Regions from separate parts of the Zea mays genome. Here region 1 is linked to region 2. A link is a contact called in public Hi-C data. All regions are on one chromosome and are shown on one strand. Each heading gives the region's core, a stretch centred on a gene start, on an enhancer-like site or on the middle of the called end of the contact. The rest is flanking DNA. Distances are from core to core; before and after follow the strand shown.

Region 1 (2,700 bases), core at 133-2,632, 180 kb after region 2:
TGGATTCACATCGAGTTGTTTACATCTTGTACTAGGTGCTTTTGGTTTGCTTCAGCTTACCGAAAAGGCAAGGGCATGTGTTGAGCACCATATTTGGCACCTAAGCATGGCTAGACGGTCCGTGATTAGATTAGCTCTCGGGGGAAAGTCCCTTTCCCACGTGTGCTTATCCGCTAATCATGCGAGAACATGTTGGGAAGCCCCTAGAAAGGGGTACATCCGATTGAAGGGATCCCAATCGCATCTTTCAACACAATCTACCTTATTTACTTTGTTCTTCATTGTATTAGGAGTAGAAGTAATTTAGACCAAGTTTAGCTTTCCTCCAACCATATTCTTCATCCCTCTTTGACTCTACGCCGTCTAGGGACACGCCCTGGGTACGTTTTGGAACTTCTTTCCCGACGGGGTCATTCCCGGGAGGCGAGTTCTAGGGCTTCTGTGGAGGAAGAAAACTCTACGCTATGGTAGACCGTCTGTGCCCTATGCTCGGACCGTTCGGAGTGACGCAGAGTGGAACCGCTCTTGCAGCGAGCTCGTAGACCTTCCGGTCCTAGACCACGGATCGTCCGTGCTCCCGTAGAGAGCACCATTTAAAACATCACGTACCAAAAAATATAGAATATGTATTGATAGTGTATTTAACTATCTTCATGGTCTGTCTACCTGATATAATTATGAGATAGAGAGGGATTAATCACATTTGTAAATTTTATATTATACACAATGAAAATCTAAAATTAGAGTTTGAATTTCTAAACATCAGAAAAACACATTACACGAACACGATTCACACGCAATTTCACCCATCCCTAAAACCCAAAGATAAGACCCTCTCTAGCAACGTTCTCTATATACATCATCTATAACCGTCCTTTACAGTCTTCTATAAAAGATTTCATCTCCTATATCTACTTTCTCTCCAACAACGTCCTCTAAATCACGTCCTCTATATGTAAATATCTATATTAAAAACATTTTTAATTTTTTAATTTTTTTACATACGCATTTGTCATACTCTCAAATATATTGTACATATTTTAGTTTTATTAAACCGGTTGTTTAAAGTATTCAAATAAATAGAGAACCGTTTAGAGAAACTCTACATATAGAGGATCCAGCAGCGTTCTCTAAATTTAGAGGACCGTTTAGAGGACGTTGCTGGAGTGAGTAGACGACGTCCTTGTCCTCTAAATTTAGGGTATAGTACCCTTTAGAGCTCCTTGTTGGAGTTAATGACCTCAACCTTTTCCACGTTTAGCGAACGGGCATGTGGCAAAAAACTTCAGAAACGTTTCCTTTAAATCCAGGGTGGACCCCACAAACAACCGCCCGATCTTTATAAAAAGCCTGCCCCCTCCCAGCTCTCCTGTGCGTTGTCCGTTGTATCCCCACCAAACCCAAACCGAACCGTTCTTTGCACTTTCGCATTCGCAGATCGAACCCTCTTCGACCAAATATTTGACACAAGTTACCTTTGCCTGTATTGCTTTCTTGCGCGTAGCCCCCTGAAGCTATCTCCGACGCGCGCCCGTGTCCTTCGCCGGAGCTTGCCATATGAATGGTCAAACCCCGATGGGGCTCGCCGCAGCAGCAGCCGCAGCAGTGAGGCCGTGCCGCCGCCGCCTCCTCTCGTCCGCCTCCGCTGCCGCGGCGTCAAAGACGGCGGCGCGCACCGCGACCCCGCTATTTCCCAGATTGCCCCACCCGCACCACCCCCCGTACGGCCGGCGCCTCCCCTTCCTCGTCTCCGCGGCGTCGCAGTCGCAGGCCTCGCAGACCGGCCCGGACACCCATGTACTGGTCCCCGTCCCCTCCGACCCCCGCGCCGCCGTTTCAGGCAACCTCCCTTTCTTCGACCGCGTCCTCTTCCCGGACTCGTTCCCGCTTGAGACCCCGCCTGTCAAGGAGGAGGACGCGGCGGCGGCACAGACCGATGAGGCGGTCGCGCCGGCCGCGCCCTTGAGGCAGGAGACGGAGACGGAGAGGGAAGCGTGGAGGCTGCTGCGGAGGGCGGTCGTTAGCTACTGCGGCGAGCCCGTGGGGACGGTGGCGGCAGAGGACCCCGAGTGCACGGAGACGCTCAACTACGACCAGGTCTTCATCAGAGACTTCGTGCCCTCCGCGCTCGCCTTCCTCATGCGCGGCGAGACCGAGATCGTCCGCAACTTCCTCCTCCACACCCTGCAGCTTCAGGTGAGCTAATCCCGATCTGCTTAGTAACTCGTTCTCTGGTCAAAATTTGAAATTCCTGAAGAAGTGAATGCTAGCTGAATATTAATTGCTTAGTAGTGTTAATGGAGTGTACGCGAGTTTTTTTTTCGTGAGTTGTGGAAATAGACACCGAAGTCTGGATCACTATTTGAGGATTTCTTTTTCTATTACCATTTTCTGTCGTTTATTTCTCTGGATAAGTGAAAAGTGTCATCGTTTTACTGAATGCGTACCAGTTTGTGGTTATTTAGGTCTGAGATGAGCTATTTCTTTTCTTGTGGAAATTAGTGATAAGATTTAAGTTTTGCCGTATAATTATGTTGCTCTCGTATAAAAGTGCCATGAAGTAGACACGGTCTAAGCTGGCTCGAACAAGAGCATGTAAAGGCTCCTCTGCCCTAAATTTAGTGGAGATTTCCCCTATCTCCTCCAGCAACGTCCTCTAGAGCATCCTTTGAATTTAGAGGATGTTCCTACGTCATATTC
Region 2 (2,700 bases), core at 62-2,561:
TTTGAAAACACTGCAAAGATCATGTTTAGTGAACCAATGCTAGTATACAACTTGTCCTCATACAATTTTTTTAAGCTCGCCTCTAGCATCAGGCAGGTGCCAAGGCTTATCTCTTGGAGGTGGTTGTGATATACTCCTGTCCGTCCTAAACTAAAATTTATTTTAGCTAATAAATAGGTTTGTACCATGATTGATATATGTATTTTATATATGTGTGAAGATCCATCGTTATCTATTTTAATATAGACATAAACATAAAGGCAAAATTGTACTATTTTGGAACAGAGGATGTAGGTGTTTAGTAATTTGTTTGGTCAGGTTGTTTTTTTTTTGTTTATCTTAGAATCGGATGTAACTAAAGTCCTTCCATGTGGGTGCATTTGAGTGTGTTCTATACTACCATGTTCTTAAGTGATAGACATGTCTCATGCATATTCAAGAAAAAAATACCGGAAAAGCAGAGGCGAAGAATACATGGCACACTTTATGTTGTTAAAATAGTATTGATATATATCCCCACACCGCGCAAGGATTAACTGATAGCTCTGGCGTATACTGCTATTGGAACTTTAACAAAAACTTCCTTTATAAAAAACCAAATTACAGATAACATGATAATGCATTTTTATTTTTTTCCAACTTGTCTAGTTTCATCCCTTGCAAAGCCTTCTTGTCGTAGTAGAACTAAGGATGAGCGAGCAGCTTGTACTTTAGTTGAAAGTGCAGTTTGGTAGGGTGATTAGTAGTTTTTTTTTGGTCCCTCTGTCTGACTGCCTTTTGGGCAGCGTCAGGCATGACGTTAGCCAGAGCTTAGATCGTTTGCATTGGTCAGGCTCAGGCGTCCCAATTTCTATCAACATATTCTAGATTCTTTGACCGCACAATTATTCTACACCTTTTCATAGAAGTAACTGCAACATCTCGTGAACGCCATGTAGGACGACGAATCGAAATGATCAAACTGAACGAATGGTTCGTCTATTTCCAAGACAAATTAAGTCAAAATTACCGAGGAATTACTCTGATTCGCAAAAGCCACATATCTATTAGCGAGTGGCATACCACCATTTCTTTAGACACGAACGATCCCTCTCGCGGTCGCAATTGCAACACGGGGATTTTGGGATTTTTCGCACACCTGGGTTGTCTCTGACAGCGACGCAATTTTCTCTCCTGGAGGATGTGTGCGAAACCTGCAAAAAAAAGTTCAGAAATTCATTAACGAACAGCGACGATCACACGGTTCTTAGCCATGTCGCTGCGTCCACAGCGTTCTGCGGAAATATATATAGACTGCAATTGTTTCCTCGCCACATAGTTTTGAGCCGCGACATTATTTATCGGCATCGGCACAGGACGGTGACCATTGCTCCAACCATGAGCCATGGACGGTGGAGAGACACTAAAAACGGTTCCCGAAGCATAATAGATAACTAAGAAACTCTATTATATAATAAAGTGTTTATAAACATAATTTATTAATAAATACAAAAGTAAATACATTTATACAACATCAGATATAACAGATCATAAATTCGTATGGTGGGAAGTGAGCATCTGTTGCTACTTAGGTTATAAGCTAGATACGTCTCTTAATAAAGAGACAGTTATATGATTTTTTTTATAAATGACCCTTTTAAATACCTAAATAGCCTCTATATTAAACATCATAGCTAACAGGAGCGACAAAGTTAGCGTCGCGGAGAAAAACGTCACATGGTCACAGGGCCCACAAAGCACGCTGGAAAAAGCGTCCTAAAAGCCGGCCACGTCATCTTATAAATTAAACATTATCCACTCAAGGTAAGATTCTCATCGAGCGCTTTATTTTTGGCGTCCACTGACCGGGCAGCAAATCTCTTGGCTGGAAATTGCTGGTACCAGCTAAATGAAAAGGGTACCTAGGTACAATACACGCCGCCACGTCAACCCCCAAGCCTTATCTCCTTCAAATTCTATCCCCGTTTCTTCTTGACCGCCCATTGTCCCTACCTTGCTCTAGTGTTTGAGATTCAGCAACATCAATATAGTAAGAAAAGTGCCTTCAGATTATAAGGTAATCTGTTTATTTTAGCTCTAGATTATATAATCTACATTATATATAAGATTAAATAATCTGAATTACGTAGTATAGATTAAATAATCTGGATATAACTATTTGGTAACTCGGTTTAGAGCTGCAACAATATGCCTTATAAAGTGCCCTAAAAGGTAAAAATTGTTGTATTTTATAAAATTTACGACACCAACAAAAAAAGCTAAGCTGCAACAGTAAAACCTCGAATCAAGTGATTAACCAAAATCTATTAATCTACTCCGTTCATTTGGAAAAGAAAGTTTCGTGAAGTGAACATCGTTTGGGTAGTCTAATAAGGTGCAATATATTTGTGACACTTTAGGAGGTGACCTATATTTTTTGACAAATTTTTATAAAATAGAACACTGATTGTGCATTTTTTTTTTAATTTGAGCTATATAATTTAATTTGGAGCAATGAGATAAGTCACTGTTAGAGATGCTCTTATTGTCTTTGAAGATTGATTTTAGTCGTAGGTCTTTTCTATACAGTGATGTGCTCTCATCTCCTCTATCATTTCGCACACTTAAGGGGTGTTTGGTTTCTATAGAGTAATTTTTATTCACTCTATTTATTCTTTTAGCCCCCAAATTACTAAATATATTTGTATTTGTTAATGTAGA

Evidence for each region. A called contact is a pair of places that touch in the nucleus more often than the background predicts.
Region 1: a Hi-C map of leaf shows a contact between it and region 2, with 2.6 times the contacts expected there. The contact joins the promoter of LOC100383467 here to the enhancer-like site in region 2. A contact is called at or near these places in 9 of 25 Hi-C or Micro-C datasets (bundle sheath, ear, endosperm and 2 more).

What each region holds. Positions count from the first base shown.
Region 1 is chr8:41,008,336-41,011,035 of Zm-B73-REFERENCE-NAM-5.0, forward strand. It overlaps LOC100383467 (Alkaline/neutral invertase A mitochondrial), which reads left to right and starts at 1,383. Exons shown (of 6, transcript NM_001176115.1): 1 at 1,383-2,196. The coding sequence starts at 1,558.
Region 2 is chr8:40,832,615-40,835,314 of Zm-B73-REFERENCE-NAM-5.0, forward strand. No RefSeq gene overlaps it. Among protein-coding and RNA genes, the nearest start is that of LOC103635109, 8.4 kb to the right of the region's middle. Within about 2 kb of position 1,312, at least 12 of the 20 cell types and tissues checked have an H3K27ac peak or open chromatin away from gene starts, as enhancers often do. A contact at or near this core is called in bundle sheath, endosperm and leaf, where this site is marked.